Regions from separate parts of the Mus musculus genome. Here region 1 is linked to region 2. The links are chromatin contacts, called in public Hi-C maps. All regions are on one chromosome and are shown on one strand. The core of a region is the stretch at or near the end of the contact, and the rest is flanking DNA. Distances in the headings are between cores, read along the strand shown.

Region 1 (5,539 bases), core at 1,719-4,218, 200 kb after region 2:
GGATGATTGTGAGCCATCATGTGGTTGCTGGGAATTGAACTCACGACCTTCGGAAGAGCAGTCAGTGCTCTTAGCTGCTGAGCCATCTCTCCAGCCCTGTGTTGTTTTTGTTTGTTTGTTTGTTGTTTTTTAGAATCTGTATGAGTATTTGTCTATATGTATGTTTGTGTGCCACACTGATGCTTGGTGTTCACAGAGAGCCTGAGGGCATTGGTCAGGCTCTGGAGTTACAAATAGTTGTGGGCTGCCATGTGGGAACCAACCTAAGTCCTATGCAAGAGCGGTCCAGTGCTCTTAAGTGCTGAACCGTCTCTCCAGCCCCAATATTTGTTGCTTGTTTCTTTGTTTTTGAGACGCCTCCCTACATACCTCCATACTCTCCTGGAACTCACTAAGTAGACTAAGCTGGCCTCAAACTCAGATATCTGCCTGTTCCTGCCTCTCAAGTGCTACAATTAAAGGTACTTTGTTTTGTTTTGAGACAAAGTATCACACCATAGCCCAGGCTGGCCTAAAAATTACTTTGTAGCCCAGGCTAGCTTCATAAGCTTTGCCAATCTTCCTGTCTCTGCCTCCCAAGTGTTACGTTTATAGGTATGAGCCCCCACACCCTCCTATGCTGGAGATGGGCAATTTGACTCACATTGGGCTTTCCCTTGCCTTCCTGGCTGCCTTAAAGATGCAGCATCCCCTAGGGCTATTTGAAACAGTTTGTGCTGGATTTTAGCTATCACAAACCTTGCTCAACTCTTATCACAAAGATCAGAAGGGAAGCCCTCCCCAACCCCCCCCTCCCCCCGCGGATGAGTTGAGGAATTACTGTAATTGGTGCCAAAGGGACAAAGCTGGAATTGACCCTTCATTTAGTACAAATGTGATGTGACTGGTACACACACACACACACACACACACCCCTCCAGCTACATAAGGCTCTTGGTAAGCTGTCTAGGATAAACCCTCAATGCACCACCAACACCCTCCCATTCCCAATAGTAGGGCCTACCTAAAGCCTTCTCGTGAGCATGTACTTTCTCTCTCTCTCTCTCTGTCTCTCTGTCTCCCTCCCTCCCTCTCTCTCTCTCTCTTTCTCTCTCTCTCTCTCTCTCTCTCTCTCTCTCTCTCTCTCTCTCTGTTCCTCTCTGTCTCTCTGTCTCTCTATTTCTCTCTCTCTCTCAAGTCAAGGCTAGCCTCAAATTCCTGATCGTCTTACCTCGACCTTCCAAGTGACTTGGGTAGTCTCTGCTTGTCTATGTTCGCAGTGTAGGCTAAGGAAACAGAGCAGAAACATGAATCCATGAGGTGCCACTGGCAACTGGCACTGGCTGCTACTGTAGAGGGAACGCAGCCACCATCATGAAGAAGCCTGGCCTGGGGAGGCCTGGGGGAGATGGTCACAGTCAGGATCATAGGCTCAGCAGCCCATGTGAAGTCCAGAGGCAGCAGGCAGGATTGTCCTCCCAAACATCTCATAGCATCCCACAATAGCAAGACTTAAAATTCATAGAGCAGAAATGCTCAGCACCTTCCCCGTGCTGGGATTCCAGGTTTGCCGCCACTGTTCCACCCTCTGACTCATGAGTCTAGCTACTAGGGGAATTCAGGTAAATAGAATCATATGATGTTTGTCCTTTTACAATCCCCTCATTCCATCCAGGATTGCTTCAGAGGTCATTGCTGGCCAAGCATGGATCAGGACTCTTGTCTCCTCAAAGGCTGACTCTGTATGTATATTAGAAGTTGCGGCTTGCATTCCCTGATACACATATGGACCATGTCTTGCTCATCTGTCCCTCTCTGACAGGCACCTGTTCTAGAAATGAGGATGCTAGCTCACAACGTGGACACATGAGGGTCTCTTTGAGTCTGTTGGTCTGTTAGGGAATGGGACTAGAAAAATGACTGGATCCCATGGTACCCTAGATTTAACTTTTGGGGGACCTTCCAGGATGCTTTTCACGGTGACTCTATTCGTTCCTATTGCTATTGCTAGCTGAGCCCTTGTTGTACCTGGACAAGCAAGGGTGACAGGGAGTTCATCTGGAATGTAAGGCCCTCGGCTCATTGCATTGATAACTGTTAGTGTTGAGACTTTTCCTAATTTAGGGTCCTCCTCTTTCCCTTTACGGTTGTTTTGTAATGAGCCCTGTGTGATGGTCCTCCACATCTCCCCTGTTGTTTATGCCTGTCTGCCAGGCCAAATATGGTTTTAGCCATTTAGAGCCGGCCTACTTTACAAAGCTCACAAACTATGCCAAACATCTCCTAACCCTATGTATATAAGACAAACGCTGTTCTGTAAAAGCTGTATAGTCTGGCTTCTCCAGAGAAATAAATCCAAAAGAATATATAAACATGTGTACATATTATAGACATACAGACATATGTGTGTACTAATATAGTGTATATACACTAATAAAGCACATAGTATGTGTATATAATAGATACAATCATATATACATGCATGCATATTAACTGCATGGCATAGTTATGGAGGCTGAGAATTCCCAAGATGTGCACTTGGCGCACAGGACGCTGGAGACCGGCAGAGCCCTGCAGCAGAAGGCCACTGTCCCAGCTCAAAGAGTCAGGCAGTCCCCAAGTTCTCTCTTTAAGTCTTTCTTATTGGGGCCTGCAGCAGACTGAATGGGGCCTGACTACTTCAGAGATAACATATTGCCCAGCTCAGCCTGCAGACTCGTGATTTCACCCAGCAATCTCCTCAAACGGTACAGATTAATTTTTAGCTAAATGCTTGAGCTGCCTAAGTCAGTCCAGTGGATTTGTCAAGTCAGTCTCCACAGGTTCCCACGTGCCCTGATCCTTTGAAATGCTCTAGTCTAGAGCCTTCCCACGACAAACTTAGTCTCCTATTCTCCTTCTGTGGAGGAGTTGGCTTGTCCTCTCCGGGTAGCCTTCCTGATTACAGTCTCTGGACGTCCTTTGTTAGGAGCAGATCTTTAGCCAGCCCTGCCACAGCACCGCCTTGAAACGTATGCAGCAATAGTGCCCCCTTGTGGTATAACCTCTCCCTGCATCAGCCACGAAAATTTTTTTAATTGGTTATTTACATTTCAAATGTTCTTCCTCTTCCCAGTTTCCCCTCCACAAGCCCCCATTCCATCCCCCTTTCCAACTCAACCACCCAATTCTGCCTCACCGCCCTAGCATCCCCCTACACTGGGTCACCAAACCTCCATAGGACCAAGGGCCTCCCCTCCCATTGATGCCTCTACTACATATGAAGCTGGAGTGTACTCTTTGGTTGGTGGTTTAGTCCCTGAGAGATCTTGGGGGGTGGGGGTGGGGGGCGGGGTCTGGTTTGTTGATATTGTTGTTCTTTCTATGAGGTTGCAATCTCCTTAAGCTCCTTAAAGTCACTTCCCCTAACTCATCCATTGCCCCCACAACCCATGCTCAGTCTTATGGCTGGCTTCGAGCATCCCCATCTGTATTGGTCAGGCACTGGCAAAGCCTCTCAGGGGACAGCTATACCAGGCTCCTGTCACCAAGCACTTCTTCAGCCACCAAATCTTGAACCACCACCCAGGATAGTCCAAAACCAGAAGACTGCTTTTCACCCTTCTTGTTCCAGCCATGTGCTTGGGAAAATGCCTCATATCACCTTGACTTCTGCACCAAGTCCATTCCCAAGCCCCTTGGATTTCTATCCATGTCCAGGGTATTGTGGGTCAACTATGGGTGAAAGGGGGAAGAGTGGAGGTAAAAACAATGTCTGCATTCTTCTGAATGCAAAATTCACTGCACTCCCATTGACAATAACCACATCTTTAAAAAGATTTGGGCTAGGGAGCTAGAAAGGCGACTCAGCAGTTAAGAGCTTGTACTGCTGTCAGAGGGCCACGCTCTGGTCTCGGCATTGAAGCAGGGCAGATCAGAACCACCTATAATTCCAGTTCCAGGTGATCTGACACCCATACCTCAAGCACCCATACACACACAAACACATACACGTGCCCACACATGCACAAACACATACACATGCCCACACATGCACAAACACATAGGATTTTTAAACTCGAAAATAAATATGTTCAAGTTGTGTTTTGTTTTGTTGGGCCTCAGGGCCCTGGCTTGTTGGTGTGCTTAGCACAAAGCATATAAGCCTGCTATAAAAATTAGACTCTTAGCCAATATTGCAGTATTCGTGTTTAGCACAGTGCATGGCATATAGAACATGCTTGATGAAGGTTTGAGCTAATTTAAATAGGTATGGTAAATAATATTAGACTGACTACATCATGTGGAGGATATATTTTTTTCTCCAGCAGGCCCCGTGATTGCAATTACGTGTTATGGAAAACCCTCGATTATATTTATTATTGTTTCCTTTTAAGCAAGACTATAATGCTCTGGTTTCAGCAATGCTTTCAAAGAGAGAGAGAGAGAGAGGCAAAATTGCTTCCCAACTAAATGATTAAGATCTCTAAATTTAAACAGTGACATTCCCCCTCCAGTCACTATTTGGTAAGAAGCCGAATTTGCCTGTTGCCAAAACACAATGTAAATTAATAAAAAGTTTAAAAAAATGTACTTTAAAAATATTTTAAACAATTCTTTTTGATTCCGGAAAAAGAAAAAATGCAACTGCCTTTGTAATCTTTCATTTGTCTTATTATTTTGTAATTAATATGTATATTTGGAAATGCTTTTCCTTCAGAAAAAGATGTTAGAGAGAGGGTTAATGCTCTTCATAAGATGACAGGCAGAACCTGTCAAAGGCTATTTACAGCTTGCACCAGAGAGCTGAAGAATAATTTATTGGCTTATTAAGTTCTGCCTATTCCCCAAAGCCAACAAAACTCCAAACCCTCAAATTCTGAAATGCCAGAGCCCTCTGATTAAATGTCTTGATAGCCGCCGTCTGTCTGAGGCTATCATCTGTGGAGTGTGTTTGCTTTTGCCAAATGCAATCTGCCCCCATACTCTGGGTGGTTGGGATTTACTTGTGGTTCAAAGATATCTAGCATCAAAGGGCCTCCTGGAAGGATGCACCCAAGCAAGCTAGGGCCAACCAGAGATGGACAAAGACTTCTGAGCTGTAGCTCATTCCCAGATGCTATGCACACCACCGGAGTTTGCAAGAAACCTCTCTCTACCCAAGACTTCTACAGAGCCTGGAGATTCATGGGCTCCCCCAAGGATCTGTGAACAGAATTGTATTGCTGTATAATTAGTCTCTGTAATTCCAGGAGTAGGGTTTTTTTTATGGATTTCTAAGGAGTCCACAACCTTCATTATATGAACAAAGGAGTCCTGACAATTTATGATATTCAGTATTTAGAATTCAACCCCAAATTATCAACCATACCAAAAGGAGGGGGGCTACAAACTGTAAATTTTATTTTTATTTGCCTGATGTAATTGTCATCTAGGAGGCTCAGTCTGCTAACCGAGGCCTAGCCCTGAAGCTTCTCCCCTCTATACAGTCTTATCTAACCTCGAATGTTTTTAGCCTGAGACTTACTGCTGAATTTGCTTACCCTTTCTAGTGCTTTTGAACTCTGGCTGGCTGGTCAAC
Region 2 (6,376 bases), core at 2,601-5,100:
TCAATTTTGGAGAAGGTACCATGAGATGCTGAGAAGAAGTTATATTCTTTTGTTTTAGGATAAACTATTCTGTGGATATCTGTTAAATCCATTTGTTTCATAACTTCTGTTAGTTTCACTGTGTCCCTGGTTAGTTTCTGTTTCCATGATCTGTCCATTGATGAAAGTGGTGTGTTGAAGTCTCCCACTATTATTGTGTGAGGTGCATTGTATGCTTTGAGCTTTACTAAAGTTTCTTTAATGAATGTGGCTGCCCTTGCATTTGGAGCATAGATATTCAGAATTGAAAGTTCCTTTTGGAAGATTTTACCTTTGATGTGTATGAAGTGCCCCTCCTTGTCTTTTTTGATAACTTTGAGTTGGAAGCCGATTTTATTAGATATTGGAATGGCTACTCCAGCTTGTTTCTTCCTACCATTTGCTTGTAAAATTGTTTTCCAGCCTTTCACTCTGAGGTAGTGTCTGTCTTTTTCCCTGAGATGGGTTTCCTGTAAGCAGCAGAATGTTGAGTCCTGTTTGTGTAGCCAGTCTGTTAGTCTATGTCTTTTTATTGGGGAATTGAGTCCATTGATATTAAGAGATATTAAGGAAAAGTAATTGTTGCTTCCTTTTATTTTTGTTGTTAAAGTTGGCATTCTGTTCTTGTGGCTGTCTTCTTTTTGGTTTGTTGAGGGATTACTTTCTTGCTTTTTCTAGGGCGTGATTTCCGTCCTTGTATTGGTTTTTTTCTGTTATTATCCTTTGAAGGGCTGGATTCGTGGAAAGATAATGTGTGAATTTGGTTTTGTCGTGGAATACTTTGGTTTCTCAATCTATGGTAATTGAGAGTTTGGCCGGGTATAGTAGCCTGGGCTGGCATTTGTGTTCTCTTAGTATAACATCTGTCCAGGCTCTTCTGGCTTTCATAGTCTCTGGTGAAAAGTCTGGTGTAATTCTGATAGGCCTGCCTTTATATGTTACTTGATCTTTCTCCCTTACTGCTTTTAATATTCTATCTTTATTTAGTGCATTTGTTGTTCTGATTATTATGTGTTGGGAGGAATTTCTTTTCTGGTCCAGTCTATTTGGAGTTCTGTAGTCTTCTTGTAGACATCTCTTTCTTTAGGTTTGGGAAGTTTTCTTCTATAATTTTGTTGAAGATATTTGCTGGCCCTTTAAGTTGAAAATCTTCATTCTCATCAACTCCTATCATTCATAGGTTTGGTCTTCTCATTGTGTCCTGGATTTCCTGGATGTTTTGAGTTAGGATATTTTTGCATTTTGCATTTTCTTTGATTGTTGTGCCCATGTTCTCTATGGAATCTTCTGCACCTGAGATTCCCTCTTTCATCTCTTGTATTCTGTTGCTGATACTCGCATCTATGGTTCCAGATTTCTTTCCTAGGTTTTCTATCTCCAACATTGCCTCACTTTGGGTTTTCTTTATTGTGTCTACTGCCCTTTTTAGGTCTAGTATGGTTTTGTACATTTCCATCACCTGTTTGGTTGTGTTTTCCTGTTTTTCTTTAAGGAATTCTACCTGTTTGGTTGTTTTTTCCTGTTTTTCTTTAAGGAATTCTACCTGTTTGGTTGTGTTTTCCTGTTTTTCTTTAAGGACTTGTAACTCTTTAGCAGTGTTCTCCTGTATTTCTTTAAGTGAGTTATTAAAGTCCTTCTTTGATGTCCTCTACCATCATTATGAGATATGCTTTTAAATCTGGGTCTAGCTTTTCGGTGTGTTGGGGTGCCCAGGACTGGCTGAGGTGGGAGTGCTGGGTTCTGATGATGGTCTTGGTTTCTGTTAGTAAGATTCTTAGGTTTGCCTTTCACCATCTAGTAATCTCTGGAGTTAGTTGTTATAGTTGTCTCTGGTTAGAGCTTGTTCCTCTCGTGATTCTGTTAACCTCTATCAGCAGACCTGGGAGACTACCTCTCTCCTGAGTTTCAGTGGTCAGAGTACTCTATGCAGGCAAGCTCTCTTCTTGCAGGGAAGGTGCACAGATATCTGGTGTTTGGACCTGCCTCCTGGTAGAAGATGAAGGCCCAAAACAGGTCCTGTCCCAGAAGCTGTTAGCTTCTGTAGTCCACACTCTCACCTGCTCAGACTAGTCTCAGAGGGATCCAGGGACTAAGATGGCTCCCCCAGGTGTTCCGGCAAAGCCCTCCCAGGCAGGGTGTATACCTCTCCTCTGGCAGGGAAGGTACCCGGATGTCTGGAGCCTGAAACGGGGTCTGCCTCAGAAGCTGTGTCACTTCTGCCTGTCCCAGAATCTGTTAGCTTCTGTAGTCCACACTCTCACCTGCACAGAATCTTGAAATTTTTTTAATGAATACTTTGTAAGCTAGTAGTAGCTGATTCCTGCCCCTGCCCACCACAGGGTTTCTAAGTCCATTACAAAAAATAAACAGAATCACTAAGTACTTATTTGTGTAAGAGAGCAACTTGTCTGGAAAGTTCCATTGATATATGAAACATATGTGTGTGACCCAAACTCAGTTCTTAATTAATTTGTTCATGCTTTGCATTATTACTGCCTGGTTTTTGTGTGAATTTTGTGTAAAATGCAATTACATTCATCCCTGAAATTTTAAAAATATTGTTTTATTTTATGTTATTTTATTTTATTTTTGTGTGTATGTGTGTATATGCCACACATGAGCAGGTACCTATGGAGAGTAGAAGACGGTGTCAGATCCCCTGAGACTGGAGTTAGAGGTGGCTGTGAGTGACCTGACAGAGGTGCTGGAAACTGAACTAGCTCCTCTGCAAAAACAGCAAGTGCTCTTAACCACTGAGCCATTTTTCAGCCCCTGAAATTCTTTTGTTATTATTGTTGCTATTTTTATTTTGTTTTTTGACACAAAAGTATGTATGTAATTTAGAATGGCCTTGGACTTATAAGAATCCTCCTGCTTCTGCCTCTCCCTCTGCCTTTGCCTCTCAAGTACTGGGATTATAGGCATGAGGTACTATACCTATCTTTGTGCTGAAATTATTCTAAAAGTCAAAAAGATTTGCTCATTTTGTTAATAAGGTTCAGTTAATGCAAGTTTATAATTAATACAGCAGTAATAACTGCAACGAAATGCCCACTACTACTACTACACACACACACAAAACACACACATACACACACAACTCACACACATATACACACAACACACACACATAACACATGCATACCATATACAACAAACACATACACTCACAACACACATATATACACACACCACACACACACCACACATACAACACATACATACCACACAAATACCATACAACACACACACACACGCACGCACGCACGCACACATTTTAAATTGTTTGGAGAGCTGTATAGAAAATTAAGCCTGTATTTTTAAGCTGGTTGGCATAAGGTTGGGAGTCAGTTTTGGCTCATCCTGCTGACCACATGAATTCTTTTCTCTAGTTACAGAATTTGTTGGGCTGGGCTATCGCAGAACAGTAGGGATTTGTTACCAAATCGCCTTTACTGTTGGGCTCCTGATCCTGGCTGGAGTGGCCTATGCCCTTCCCAACTGGAGGTGGCTGCAATTTGCCGTGACTCTGCCCAACTTCTGCTTCCTGCTCTATTTCTGGTAAGTCTTTTGAGAACAAAAAGAAGACAAATCAGAATAATCTATGTCATCCAAGTCTTCCTTCCCCATGAACACCCTGCTTGTAAATGGCAAGGTTTTGTTCTCCAGGCCTGTGTCACAGGAAGACATAAAAACTACACAGTCCCCTGCTGGAAATCCAATGTTCTTTAGGTTGGGCCTAAGACTTTTGTGACCTGTTTCTTTTAGTTCCTGTTATTTATTTGATGGTTTGCTCCCAGCAGCTGGTGTCCAATTTGGATGGCACGCCCTTCTTAAAAGTCAACAGTGTTTTCCCTTGTTACCCAGTTACTCCTTTATAAAAACTCTAAGATGGTCAGGCAGTGTGGTAAATGATTCTCTCAGGGGCTGGAGAGACCTCTCTCTCTCTCTCTCTCTCTCTCTCTCTCTCTCTCTCTCTCTCTAACACACACACACACACACACACATACACACACGCACACACATACACACACACACACACACATACACGTCTAAAACAAAAGGACAGAAATGAATCACCAATCTTAGAGCAGAAAAGCTGAAACAAAAGGAGCAAACTGGTACCACTATAGGAAAAAAGGGGGCTTCAGGAACAGATGTAGGGGTGGGGGCCACAGGCAGTTCTGATTAAATCTTCATCTCTCCAGAAACTTCTATTAATTCCTTCCCAGTCCTGGTGGGGTCTCCCCAACATCAGTAAACCTGTGGCTGCATCTCTGTAGATCACATAATACCAGGCTCTGTGGTAACTTCCTGTCCAAGGCACTCCCACAGTAAGGCCCGAGTGATTATCCAAACTTCACATAAACACAGATAACCCTTATGTGTGCATCTAGCAGAGCTGTTGAGTGAGCCCACAGTGACACATCTCAGCTTGGGTTGAGCCAGTTTCTTCCCCTGGTGTTCCCAGGAAAGCCTAGACCATCTGTCCTCCACCTGTAAGCTGTCCAGATTCCTACCTTCTCCCAAGCCCCAGTCTTTGTCCCCCTTCCCAAGATCAAGCAACAGTGAATAGGCTGTTAGAACTTTATCATGGGCAGCTAGAAAAAAAAATGACCCTACAGCATCCCAGTGGTGTGGCTGAGCAGGCTACACTCTGGCTCTTGACCCCTCTTAACCAAGCAGTTGTCACCATGGTCCTCTTCCACATGGCCCTCCTACAAAAAGATCCAGCCCAGGTCCCTCTAGGCTCTACTTTTCCCAGAGCAGTGAGCCACCAAGACTTCCAGCTCTTATGCCTTTAACCCAGTAAGCCTAGCCCTTCTAGCTTCCAAAATAGCTGGCTGCCCCTCCTACCCCACCCCCTGCCTACATTCACCCTGACCTTGACTGTTCTGTGGGCTTCAAGACATAGGCCCTTGGGGACTTGCAGTGGCTGCTTGAGCCTGCTAGGTCAGGACCCAGAGTGCTTGCTTAGAACAACACCCTAGGACTTGCAGGGCCCTTTTAAGCCTGCTAGGTCAAGCTCAAAACTTTCAGTCCAGTTTCTGCATTCTGCCCACTACCTGATCTCAGAAGCTCACCTCACTTTTTCAGAATGAAATATATACATATATAAAATTCATCTGGCATAATATAACATGTAACATATTACCTATAATATATGGCCATATAACCATATATCAACTGTGTATCATATAGTATTTAATGCTTGATCTATATTATATACATCATATATATCCTTGCTTCGTTCAAAGATGATTTGCAACTCCCTCTCTATTCCTTGACCTAAGTCCTCAGGCCCACACCTCCCCACACCTCCTCACCCCCATACCCTTCCCCACTCCTCCTTCACTCCTCCCTACCCCTCTTTATCCCTACCCCTACTCACCCCTTCCCACTGCTCCCCACTCCTCCTTCACCCCTTCTCCCCCCTCCCCACCCCTTCCCACCTCTCCCTGCCCCTCCTCGCCCCTCCTCATCCGGCCTTGCGGTAACACAAGCTGCGTGTTCAGCTGCTCCCTGCTTAGTAGCTCATGTGCTGCTGTTCAGGCGTCTCTGAGGAAGAGGCCTGAAGGCTTCCCAGACATGGACTGACAGACAAATCAGCATTTAAGAGAAGACAGAGCCCCACATGCCCTGCCCAGTATTCTTGGCCTACTCAGAAGATCCAACTGAACCTCCCAATGCAAAGTGCTCCCAGAAACTCAACTGTGTGGCTTGGCAGTGGACAGGCAGCAAGGTACCCCTTCCCTGGTCTTATACCCTAGGTGCATACCGGAGTCTCCAAGATGGTTGATCTCCCAGAACAAAAATGCAAAAGCCATGAAAATCATTAAGCATATTGCTAAGAAAAATGGAAAATCGGTGCCAGTCTCTCTTCAGGTGAGTTGAGGCTTAGGTGTCAAGTGCTGGGTACTGAGAAGGGAGGGTGCAGAAAACATGCCACGTGTACTAGTGATCCCAGCAGAGAGGCATGGGGCCCACCTCCTTGCATTTTGGCCGCACTGTAGGAAAATACATTAGAAAATTTCATACACAAGACTCATGTTCCCTGAGAGAATGAACAGATGGCAAACATCAGACTCAAAAATAAAGCAGATTTTTAAAAACAAGTCAGAGAAGGAGCTGTTTCTATCTCGTGCAGCTCAAGGTTTTACTGGCCACTCTGGTTCAGCCAGTGCTGTTCTGTTTCCTGTGTCCAGCTTCTCCAGGACAGGGTCTAGATCCATGAAGCAGAGTTCTGAACTCAAATAATAGCATAGGTTATTTTGCATGTAGCCATTTGGTCTGTTTCAGATTTTGCCATTAGTAGACCTCAGTGCTCTGAACTCAACCCTGTTCATCTGATGGACCT

Evidence for each region. A called contact is a pair of places that touch in the nucleus more often than the background predicts.
Region 1: a Hi-C map of regulatory T cells shows a contact between it and region 2, with 5 times the contacts expected there. The contact joins two enhancer-like sites. A contact is called at or near these places in 8 of 484 Hi-C or Micro-C datasets (CD4 T cells, the G1E-ER4 cell line, differentiating embryonic stem cells and 4 more) and 1 of 115 datasets of contacts at active chromatin or transcription factors (regulatory T cells).

What each region holds. Positions count from the first base shown.
Region 1 is chr17:12,807,658-12,813,196 of GRCm38.p6, forward strand. All of the region lies in intron 1 of Airn (antisense Igf2r RNA), which reads left to right. Among named protein-coding and RNA genes, the nearest start is that of Igf2r, 41 kb to the left of the region's middle. Within about 2 kb of position 2,969, at least 125 of the 459 cell types and tissues checked have an H3K27ac peak or open chromatin away from gene starts, as enhancers often do. A contact at or near this core is called in regulatory T cells, where this site is marked.
Region 2 is chr17:12,602,516-12,608,891 of GRCm38.p6, forward strand. Slc22a2 (solute carrier family 22 (organic cation transporter), member 2) reads left to right here. Exons shown (of 11, transcript NM_013667.3): 4 at 3,411-3,579; 5 at 5,790-5,904. Among named protein-coding and RNA genes, the nearest start is that of Slc22a2, 22 kb to the left of the region's middle. Within about 2 kb of position 3,851, at least 16 of the 459 cell types and tissues checked have an H3K27ac peak or open chromatin away from gene starts, as enhancers often do. A contact at or near this core is called in regulatory T cells, where this site is marked.